Linked DNA regions of Canis lupus: region 2 is linked to region 1. The links are chromatin contacts, called in public Hi-C maps. All regions are on one chromosome and are shown on one strand. The core of a region is the stretch at or near the end of the contact, and the rest is flanking DNA. Distances in the headings are between cores, read along the strand shown. Region 1 holds the start of NSL1 (kinetochore-associated protein NSL1 homolog). Region 2 has its middle 29 kb from the start of VASH2.

What was found. A called contact is a pair of places that touch in the nucleus more often than the background predicts.
Region 2: a Hi-C map of blood shows a contact between it and region 1, with 3 times the contacts expected there. The contact joins the enhancer-like site here to the promoter of NSL1 in region 1. A contact is called at or near these places in 2 of 9 Hi-C or Micro-C datasets (amygdala and blood).

What each region holds. Positions count from the first base shown.
Region 1 is chr7:10,782,525-10,788,403 of UU_Cfam_GSD_1.0, forward strand. It overlaps NSL1 (kinetochore-associated protein NSL1 homolog), which reads right to left and starts at 2,134. Exons shown (of 7, transcript XM_038542090.1): 1 at 1,860-2,134. The coding sequence starts at 2,093. TATDN3 (putative deoxyribonuclease TATDN3) reads left to right here and starts at 2,165. Exons shown (of 9, transcript XM_038542095.1): 1 at 2,165-2,311; 2 at 4,547-4,579; 3 at 5,456-5,529; 4 at 5,730-5,814. The coding sequence starts at 2,246.
Region 2 is chr7:10,896,339-10,902,217 of UU_Cfam_GSD_1.0, forward strand. No RefSeq gene overlaps it. Among named protein-coding and RNA genes, the nearest start is that of VASH2, 29 kb to the right of the region's middle. Within about 2 kb of position 3,698, at least 2 of the 20 cell types and tissues checked have an H3K27ac peak or open chromatin away from gene starts, as enhancers often do. A contact at or near this core is called in blood, where this site is marked.

The DNA.
Region 1 (5,879 bases), core at 884-3,383:
ACAATCATATCAATACCATCTTTTAGGAATATCCATTATCATATTATGTGGTTTCAGATTAAGAGACATAACCTAATTAAAGCCTCTGCCTTTTATCTGCTCTTAATATAAAACACAAATGAATTCCCTGGTAGTTTAAGCCTTCAAACCTTTATCTTCTAATTCACTTTATCATTCATTAGATAAGGTATAACAGGTTAAGCCAAGCTCCTCTTTTTCTGTAATGTTCTAAGTAGGTCAGTACTTCCTAGAAAGGGGGAAATACTAGACAGATTTTTTTTTAAGATTTTATTTATTCATAGAGACACAGGGAGGGAGAGAGAGGCAGAGACACAGGCAAAGGGAGAAGCAGGATCCACGCAGGAAGCCCGATGAGGGACTCGATCCTGGGTCTCCAAGATCAGGCCCCGGGCAGAAGGCGGCGCCAAACCACTGCGCCACCGGGGCTGCCCAGAAAGAGGGAAATACTAAAATCCTTTACGCAAAAAAAGTCTTTCCCCCAAGAACTACTAAAAACGTCCTGAGGTATGTCTCTATTCTTCCTTTCCTTGCACGAAGGCAGGAATAGCCTTATTGTATCCAAAACGGGAACACAGAATCGCTACCCAGGGGCTGTTTCTTTATTCTTCTTCCATTTGACATTTATTTTTATTGTTTGCCCTGTGGTCATTCCCACTCGCAAGCATGCTGCGTTATGAGCTTTTAAACTTTTTCTTCCTACACATAGATTGTATGCTTCCTTAAGGCAGGTACCAATGCTTCAATAATACGTTGTGTCTTTCCTCAAAAAAAAAAAAAAAAAAGAGAGAGGGAGGATCCCTGGATGGCTCAGCGGTTTGGCACCTGCGCAGGGCGTGATCTTGGAGACCGGGGATCGAGTTCCACGTCGGGCTCCCTGCATGGGGCCTGCTTCTCCCTCTGTCTCTTGTGAGTAAATAAATAAAATCTTTAAAACAAAACAGGGCAGCCCAAATGGCTCAGCGGTTTAGCACCGCTTTCAGCCCAGGGCGTGATCCTGGAGACCCAGGATCGAGTCCCACATCGGGCTCCATGCATGGAGCCTGCTTCTCCCTCGGCCTGTGTCTGTTCCTCTCTTTCTGTGTCTCCCATGAATAAATAAATGAAATCTAAAAAAACAAAAACAAAACAAACCCTAGCTTCTTCAGAGCTTTGCAAAAGATGTGAGAAAGGAAGGGGGAAAAGGTTATGAGGGCCGGTGAAGTTACTAACCGAGACAGCATCCTTACCCACTTTAGACTTGTAGGGAAAATGTTTCCACGGACTTTACAGGAAGCCCTAAAACAGGCAAAAAGGAAAGACCGAACCGCTAGCGCGGTGCCCGGCTGACTTCCAGGATTAATATTATTATTATTACCCTTTCCCGGAAAATTCCTGCTAGGGTCTGCGTCTGCCCTGCCCAGTAGGGGGGCCACTAGCCAGCCACTTTCTGAGGTTCCCGAGGTCTTAAAAGGCGGGCAGCCCCAAGGGAGATGGGCTCTAGGTTCGAGCAGCTTAGCACGAACAGAAGAATCAGAGGAGACCGCGTTCGTTTTTTTTGTTTTTGTTTTTTTATCATCACAAATTAAAACGGCATCTTGGATAGGGCGGGCTCCATAAAGCATGACATTCAATTGCACCTATTTTTTTTTTTTTCCCCTTCCTGTAATTTCCGGTTACAGGCCCAGCTCGCCCCTCTACGTTCCCACCGGCCGGCGCGGGTCCGAGCCGTTCCTAAGACCCGGATGACGCCGCGGCAGCTATTCCGCCTCCCCCCGCGTTTCTCGGGCCGCCTCCGCGAGCCCAGAGCCGGGCGCAGGGGGAAGGGGGTGACGAGGCCGGAGACGGCTACGCGCCCGTACCCACTGCACATCCCGCAGCGCAGGGCCCCGAATCTCCTCCGGCAGCGCGTCCCCGAGCTTGTCCACGAAGCGGCCGCACAGCTCTACCATTTCCGTCACGGCCCGCTTCGACGTGCAGCGCACCCGGCAGTCCTCCCGGGAGCTGGCGGCGACCGACGCCCCGTCGTCCGGCCGCGCCTCTCTCTCCACGCCCCGCGGACGGGAAGGGACCCCCGACACGGGAGCCCCCGCCATCTTTCCAGTTTGAACCGCGGGCGGGAACTGTGGGAGCGGAAGGGCGGGAGGGGGGGCGGGAAACACGAGTCCGGCCGGAAGCGCGAGCCGCCGCAGCCGAAGCGTTCCGGCTGAGGCTCCCTGGAGACTGGAGCGCGGCGGTGGCTGCGGCCATGGGGGCGGTGGGCGGCGGGGCGGTGGACTGTCACTGCCACCTCTCGGCCCCGGACTTTGACAGCGTATGTAAGGGCGAGGCCCGGCCTGCGGGAGCGGGGAGGCCCCCAGTCCTTTCCCTCCAGGTTATTCTTTTCTCTCTACCCTTCGGACCAAGCCTCGCATCCTCCCAGGCCCCAGCTCGTGGGCCCCAGCTCGTGGGCCTGAGTGACTTGCTCCTAACTTCCCTGCTTGACCTCGGTCATCCCGATGTTCCCTTCCGATCCTGAAGAGCGACGCCCGCCATCTCTACACGGCTTTTATTTGGCCTTCCCGTTTCCGAGAGGGTTTCCCCACCCCCACCGGCCTATCGGTGCCTGGCCTGGCCGAGCATCCACTTTTCCCGGGAAAAGTGTGCTTTCGGGCGCTTTAGCCGCGCACCGTGCGCTCCGGGCCTCGTGGGGGACAGAAGCAGGCCGAGGAGGACACACAAAATCAGACTTAAAGTGCTTTACGCGCTGCCCTGGAAACCGGGGGGGCTGGTATAAGACAATGAAGGGCAGAGTCTCTTAAGGGGGAAAACCTCTCCAGAGGTGACGCCGAAGCTGGAACTGGAAGGGCAAAGGGCCAGCCGGGCGAGATGGTGGGCGTCTTGCAGACTCCAGGCAGCATGGGATTTGGCTAGCTGGAGCCTGAGGAGCTGGAGAGGGAGCCATTGACTGGAGGTTTGCAGGGGATAGGTGAGGTAGGTAAGGACAGTGTGAATCCAGTAAAGGGTTTTTTTTTTTTTCTGTTTGCTTGTTTAAGGGAGAGCGACAAGATATGATTTCTGCTTAAAAACCATTTTGCGGGACACCTGGGTGGCTCAGTGATTGAGCATCTGCCTTGGGTCCAGGGCGTGATCCTGGAGACCCGGGATCAAGTCCGGCATCCAGCTCCCTGCATGGAGCCTGCTTCTCCCTCTGCCTGTGTCTCTGCCTCTCTCTCTGTGTCTCTCGTGAATAAATAAATAAAATCTTAAAAAAAAAAACACACACACACATACAAAACATTTTGCTGAGACCCTTAGGTGGCCCAGTGGTTGAGTGTCTGCCTTCTGCTCAGGGCATGATCCCAGGGTCCTGGAATCCAGTCTTGCATCAGGTTCCCTGCAGGGAGCCTGCTTCTCCCTCTGCCTGTGTCTCTGCCTCTCTTTCTCTGTGTGTTCTCTCTTATGAATAAATAAAATCTTTAAAAAAAAAAAAAAGCCATTTTGCTGTTGGAGAGCAAATGTAGACCTTAGAAAACCAATTTGGAGGCTTTTGCTGTATGTAGACAGGAGGTGATGGTGGTTGCAGGGGAGTTTGAGAAAAGCCGATGGATTCAGTGTGTGTGTGTGTGTTTAATATTTTATTTATTCATGAGAGGGGGGCGGGAAGAGACACAAGCAGAGGGAGAAGCAGGCTCCATGCAGGGAGCCTGACATGGGACTCCATCCCAGGTCTCCAGGATCACGCCCTAGGCCAAAGGCAGCGCTAAACCGCTGAGCCACCCCGGCTGCCCTCAGTGTGTGTTTTAGAGATAGACTCAATGGTATGGGGTAAGAAATTGGATGTGGAGAGGGAAGGAAAAAAAGGACATCATGCTGTAGGGAGGATGGTGGTGCTGTTTACTGAGAGGAGGGAAGATTGAGACTGGGGAGGGCAGATAAAAGGTCTGTAGAGACAGCTGTGTTTAGTACATGTTTAAGTCTAATATCCATCCAAGTGGAAATGCCCTGTATTCATTTTTAAACGTCAGTCTTGGGCTTAGGAGAGAATTCTAGGCTGGAGATCAAAACTGGGGACTCATTAGCATAATGATGGTATTAAAACCTGTGGATGAGATCACCTGGGGTGTGTAGGGAGAGAGGAGCATAGGGTCCTGAAATCTGATGGAGGAGAGAGCCAGCTAAGGAGACTGGAATTAGCAGCTAGTGGAGGGTGGTGTTTGCAGGAGAGGGGTATTGCAGACGCCAAGAGTGGGAAGTATTTCAGGAAAGGAGTGAACGGGTGAGGACTTCTTAATGCTCCTGATGGATAGAGTAAGAGGAGGACAGAGAAATGTCCTTTATATAATTTACAATAACAGTTTCTGTTTTAGTGGAGTAGGAAGAGAAGCCAGATTTTAGTGAGAGAAAGGAAGAGTAAGCAAAGCGAGTCAGTGTAGCTCTTCACATTCTATCACACTGTTCCTTGCCATTGTTGTCATTCTTTATGGCTCCTTGACTACGTTGATAGACACTTCCAAAGAGCAGTTACTTATTCATCTAAAATAATTGTGATTACCTATGCTCATTTTAGGATCTGGATGATGTGTTGGAGAAAGCCAAGAAAGTAAGTCAATATCTACAGTTGCCCTCTGTTTCAAGGTAGAACAGCTTGAAATTTAGATACACTATGCTTATCTTGCTTTGTTAATAATAAGTAGCATTAATTAACTGTGTAGTATGTGCCAGGCTGAGCTAAGCCCTATCTGTTCGTTATCTCATCTAATGTTTGGCAGCATCTGTATGAAGAAGCTACTATTTTATAGCCAACCATTACCCATTTGATAGAGAAGGAAATTCAGGCCTAGAGATTTACTTACCTGAAGATACACTGCTAGTAAAATGATAAGGACAAGATAGTCTGAATCCAAAACATGTCCTCACATCTAGTGTGCTTACCAGTTAACATGGAATAGATTGATCTATCTGTCAGTTCCTAAAGGAGCGTTATTCCAGAGATCTTAGAGAAATTACAAGTTTTCTGAGACGTTTGGATTTGTTTCAGAAAAAAATTACTAATTTTTATTTAACTATTACTTTGTAGCCTTCCCTTAAAGTGATAGAAATGGTTGCCAATACATTATTACACACACAGCCATCATTCAATATGGCACCTTAATTAGGGGCATGGGCTCTGGAATTGCATAATGATCTTGAGCAAGTTATCTGACTCCATCCAAAACTCTTTCCCGACCTATATGATGAAGTACAGCAATGCCTACCTCATAGGGTTTGTGTAGATTGAGGTAATGAGGTAATATTTATATTCACTGAACATAGTGCCTGAAACATAATAAGTACTCAGTGATAGCCATCGTGATTATATTGATGGAGTATAAGTGAGCAAGAATAACTTAAAGTACAGAAGACTTTAAATTTCTCTTCAGTTATGTTAGATATAGATTGTTTGAGATTCTAACTGTTCCGTTCATTTTTGTTTCAGGCCAATGTTATGGCTCTTGTGATGGTTGCTGAACATTCAGGAGAATTTGAAAAGATTATGCAGCTTTCAGAAAGGTGCTACTTCTCATCAAGAATTTAAAGAGTTGCTAATAAGGTTGCAGTTAGTAGGTCATATTTATACTATCAAAGATCATCCATTTTTAAAGAAAATCACATCAACATAGCCCTAAAAAATTCTTTCATGTTTGTTCTTTAGTGTAACATTGTCTAGTACTTTAATATTCCTGCTTTCTTAATGTGTTGTACATTTTTAGGTATAAGGGCTTTGTCCTGCCATGCTTGGGTGTTCATCCTGTTCAAGGAGTTTCACCAGGAGACCAAAGAAGTGTCACATTAAAGGTAAAAGTTGTATAAAACAAAAATCATTAAAAAAGTGATGCCTTTTGACTCCGTAATGCTCCTCT
Region 2 (5,879 bases), core at 2,448-4,947, 120 kb after region 1:
ATATCATTATATGTCAGATAAATCACATTCGTTTATACATCTGGTCTCATCAGACAGTCTTTTAAGTATTGGGAAGCAGTCAAGCTCATACAAGTCTCCTAAAACTTGTTTTGGCAGATGCAGGTTTTCCAGAATGCTAATTTTAATTTGAAAACTTGATTCCTACCATCGGAGGAAAAGAAAAACAACCTGTCAGTTGTTTCTCAAAGTGATGGACTCGCTCCATTGCTTTTTGAAAAAAATACCTGCCAAACACCCATCTGAATAACCATAATTTTTCTGTCAACCATCCTTTTGAGTAAAAATCATGTTCTGTGAAAATAAACCTCTGCTTCAGCTTGCATCTCAAATAAATGTACAGGTAAGTGCTTCTCCTTGAAACACCCCTCATATTTGGGTGTGTGCAGGAGTGTGTCAGGTGTGCTTTCCATTTCGTCACACAATATTAAAAGCCATGTGCTCAAGGATCCGAATTCAATAGCTTTCACTTTTTTCAGCAAGGATATTCTTTGGTGGAGCTGACTCTCTTTTTTTTAACTGTCAATGCATTATGGTGAAGAATCCCATGGGCACCAGTGCAGGTTCATGCCTCGACCTTGCCTGAGTGCGAAGGTATCGGCAGTTGCATCCAGCCCTGCTTTTGCACCATCAGAGCAAATGTCAATGCTAGGAAAAAGGCAAATCACTTTTTAAAAAAAAGGTATTTATTTATTTATTTATTTATTTATTTATTTATTTATTTATGAGAGAGAGAGAGAGAACACGAGCAGGGGGAGGGGCAGATGGAGAAACAGGATCCCCACTGAGCAGGCCCCAAGAGCATGACCTGGGCAGAAGGCACATGCTTCACTGACAGCCACCCAAATGCCCCGGGAAATCCCTTCTTTATATTACTTTTAAAGAATTTGACATGAATTCCCCCCAAAAGGTCTTGAGGACTCTCAATGTTCTGCTGACCACACTTTGAGAACCACTCTTCTTCTTTTTTTTTTTTTATTATGGTGAGAAAATTTATATTTAGATTTATAGCCGACTGGACTCAGTTTAGATGATCCCAATTTTGTTGGCAACGTCCAAAGCATCATAGTCAGGAGCCAGTCGAACATATGCTTTCTTCTCTCCCTCAGGCCTGATCAAGTTGTTGACCTTGGCCACATCAATGTTATTAGAGCTTCTTCACAGCCTGTTTGATCTGGTGCTTATTGGTCTTGACATCCACAATGAACACAAGTGTGTTGTTGTCTATTTTCTTCATGGCTGACTCAGGGGGAACTTGATGATGGCATAGTGATCAAGCTTGTTTCTCCTGAGGCGCTCTTTCAAGGATATTTGGGCTGCCTTCGGAGACACAGGGTCTTGGGTCGTCGAAATGTAGGTGATGTACGGATCTTCTTTTTTTGTGACTGTGCATGCCTTTCAGCACCGCTTTCTTAGCTTTCAAAGCCTTTGCTTTGGCTTCGGCTTTGGGAGGGGCAGGGGCTTCCTTCTTTGCCTTCGGGGCCATCTTCATGAAAGGGGAGAACCACTCTTCTAGAAAAGAGATTGGCTGTCATCAACACAGATCAGTGACTGGCAGCATGAGAAACTAGGGAGAGTAGACAGTTGAATAGGATCAAAGTTCAAAGGCCTCTCAAGAGGAGCCTGAATGGAATGGAAGAAGAGTCATTGGAGACAGAAAGAGCCTGTGGGAAAGAAAGGCAAAAACTGGGTAGTTGTGTGAATGAAGCCTGAGAGAAGAGAATTGGCAGCTGCAAAGACTCTACCCCATATACAAACTGGAAGCCATAAAAATGTTACCAGTACCTCTTTTCATACAATTTTAATTATAATTAGTGTCCTATTTCAAGATGAACTTTCCAGTTTATTTAAAGTAGCTAAATGAGAGGACAAAGTCATGAAACTGAAAGATAAATAAGTCCATAGCATTGTATCTGTTACCATCACCCTATAATAAACAGGGGCTTTAAAATCTAAGACCTTTCACTAGAATGACATTTAGATTTTCCATGGAAAAAAATGATTTCCATACAGGGGGGAAAAAAAAAACAACTCTTATTTTCCAAAGCAGGCAAAGCTATTGAGGTTAGTGACACATTTCCGAAGTCTGTTGATCTTTCCTGTAACCCATCTGTCGGGTCTCAGTCTTCGGACCGAGGAGCCCAGACAAACTGCCTATGGCACACTGTCCCTCCCTCTCTGTCATCTGTGCAGGTGACAACCTGCCCTGAAGTGACTTCAGGGTTCTTGATGGGATCCTGTGCCTGGAAAATGCTTTTATGACCCCTCACAGGAGATAATATATCTTTGGGTCTTTGAGTCCCTACAGAGAGGTAGGGTTTCAAAGCACACTGACCACCTAGAGGGAACACCTTATCTTCGATCTCTACTAGGGTCTAGAGATGTCCCTGAGCAGGTCTGAATGGAAGGGAGGAGGAGATGTGGTCCGGAGGCCCTAAAACCTTGACAAAGGAGGAGAATCATATGGAGGGAGGGGGAGATTCATTAAGACAAGGTATGTGAGCTTCATTTTCCACTTAGAGAAACAATGTATTAGGCCCCTGCCTAACCTTGTTTTATGTATTCATTTCCTCTTCCCCTTTCATGTGTTACATGGTGAAATGGTCATTGTCATGAGAGCGAACTGTTAGAAGCCAGTAGAAAGTTGATTTCAGGTCTGAGCCCCCAGGTCTTGATTAATAAAGGCTGCCTGAACGGCACTTAGAGAAATATCTGATTCCTCCAAGGACTGAAGTGACCCTCTAAGCCCCGAGATTAACTGATAAGATTAATTTTCATAAAGCCTCATCATGCATAGAAGTGAAGCGAAATGACAGTGGCAGTGATTTCTTTTTCAGTGAAAAGCCTGAATCCTGCAAAGCATATCCTGACCCAAAACGAAGATAGATAAGCTCTGGATCATTGTGGCTCCAGCAGGATTTGTGCCTGGACAGAGGTGCCCAACGCACAATCAGGAGATTAGTATTAGAAAAGATGTCCCTAGAAGGGTGACACGGGGGCATAGCTTCATCACCTGCAAACCTATGCAGACGCTGGTACTATTATTCACAGGACAGTTGAGTTTCCTTGTACGGATAGATTCTGTTATTTATGTGCCGTATCTTATTGCATCGTAGGCCCTCAGGAAGCATCCGCCACTGTGTGTAGCGTAAAAAACGTGTCTTTTGGGAACCTAAAGTCTTAGGTGTGAACCAGGACTATGATCTTGGGAGAGTAATTTAAACTCTGAGTTTCTGTTTCTTCTCTTACTAACTAGAATAATATTCTCCTACCTTGCAGGTTTGTGGTGAGGAGGAAATTGAAGCAGAAGGCACACAGTAGACCCCTAACAAAACAGATCCATTGTTGTTCCCACTTTGAGAAACAGTAAAGATAGGAACTGATGGCTGATAACTTGCTGATAACTTGAGAGGCAGACTGATTTGGGAGAACAGGTGTTTAAGGGTTTGAACTTAACATTATTTACAGCAGCTGTCTTTGAAATCACTGATATCCAAGGTATTCAGCCGCTTGTGCGTGCATGTGGGTGCAGCCCTGGGCAGGGTGCAAAGGAAATGAAACAACATTGAATTCTAAAGAGAGGGTGAGATCTAGACAGACGGGGGTGAGAGTCGAGGTACTTGGGCACCAAAGAACAAAACTGAGATGCTCTTGTGGGCAGGAAACGGTGGTTCCTGTGTTTATTGCACAATCCACAGCAAAGGAGGCTAAACAACAAGCCAAGGAGGAAGCTACCCGTGAGTCCACAACTATTTCTCCTTGTTCCTTTTTCGTGCACACCTATGCATAATCTTTCACAGGTATAAAGCAACTTGCATATTTAACATAATTTCCCAGGCATTTTCCACGTTGCTACATGGACTTCCTAACCAGTATTTTATTTCTAACTTTTCTTTTTTCCACTTTTACTGAAATGTAACTGACATAGAACATTGTAGTAGTTTGAGGCGTACAGCAACAACGCTTTGACACATGTGTATATTGCAAAATGATTGCCACAATAAGGTTAGTTAACTTCCAACACCTCATACAGTTACACATTTTTTTTTCTTGTGATGAAAACTTCTAAGATCCACTCTCTTAGGTACCTTTCAAATAATCATCATTTAAAAGAACAGCATAATATCCCCGTCAGGCCAATAGACCGTTATTTACTTCATGGTTTTCTACTCGTGGACATTCATTCACTTACCTATTTGACATGTATCAAGCACTTAAACGCTTGGGTCGGGGTTTGTAGTAGGAGCTGCAAATACAAAACAGTGTCCCTCTCAAAATGCTCTAAGACAAGAAAACAAACCATCTGAGTCCATAGCACTTGCTCACAGACTAAACAGGAGCCCATGAAATGGGAGCTTGGGAGAAGCAGCACCCCCTCTTGGGAGCATCAACAAGTGGGCTCTCACCCCATGGAATCAGGCGAGGCTTCTCTCCTGTTTTGAGCAGAGGAGGACGGTGATACTTGGGAAGCCCCAATTTCATTGTTTTATGCCCCTTAAGCCCTCTCTGCCCACCTTCCCCTTTTGGTTTGTCAAAACCTTCTCTCAGGGGCAGCCCGGGTGGCTCAGCAGTTTAGCGCTGCCTTCAGTCCAGGGCATGATCCTGGAGACCAGGGATCGAGTCCCACATCAGGCTCCCTGCACGGAGCCTGCTTCTCCCTCTGCCTCTGTCTCTGCCTCTCTCTCTCATGAATAAATAAATAAAATCTTTAAAAAGATTAAAAAAAATTAAAAAACCTTCTCTCAGCTCCCTTCATCTCACTGAGATACAAAGGCCTGAGGTGTACTCCTGGAATGTATTTGTATTTTATTTTTAAAAGATGTTACTTATTATTTGAGAGAGAGAGCACAAGCAGGCAGAGGGGCTGAGGGAGAGACAGAAAGAATCCTCAGGCAGCAGGGAGCCCGATCCCAGGGGGGGGGGCTCGATCCCAGGACCCTGAGATCATGACCTGAGCCAAAGGCAGATGCTTGAACCACCCAGACACCCTATATTTGTATTTTATTTATTTTTTAAAAAATATATATATTTTAAAGATTTTAGGGATCCCTGGGTGGCGCAGCGGTTTGGCGCCTGCCTTTGGCCCAGGGCGCGATCCTGGAGACCCGGGATCGAATCCCACGTCGGGCTCCCGGTGCATGGAGCCTGCTTCTCCTTCTGCCTATGTCTCTGCCTCTCTCTCTCTCTCTCTGTGTGACTATCATAAATAAATAAAAAAAAAAAAAAGATTTTATTTACTTATTCATGAGAGACACAGAGACAGAGAGAGAGAGAGAGAGAGAGAGAAAGAGAGAAAGAGAGAGAGGCAGAGACACAGGCAGAGGGAGAAGCAGGCTCCATGCAGGGAGCCCGACGTGGGACTCAATCCCCGGTCTCCAGGATCGTGCCCTGGGCCAAAGGCAGGTGCTCAACTACTGAGCCACCCAGGTGCCCCATATTTTTTTTTTTTTTTAGCTTTAAGATTTCTGTGACTTTTTTGTATATTTTTCATTGAGGTGCCCTGTATTTGTATTTTAAATCAGTCTAGGCTAAATGGATACCGTTCAGACAGCTTCAATCGTCCAGTAGGATCATGTAAGCTTTGCACTTTCTTGTGTGCCTGAAATCAGGCTGCTTTAGGCTTGTGCCTCTGTAACCTACCAGTAAATCTGGCTTTTCCTGATTAGCCCTGAACACCTAGCTGCTGGACCTTTGGCTGGCCCTGGGCAGGGAGACCCATTTCCACTCCCAAAATGGGAAGAGCACCCCCTCTGATGGTCATTTCATGAACTGCTCTGGAGACTCATGGCTGAAATTTCCTAGCTTGGGATGAGGGGACCGGATGTGTGCATGTTTGGAGGAGGGGGAGCGCCAGTTCCTTT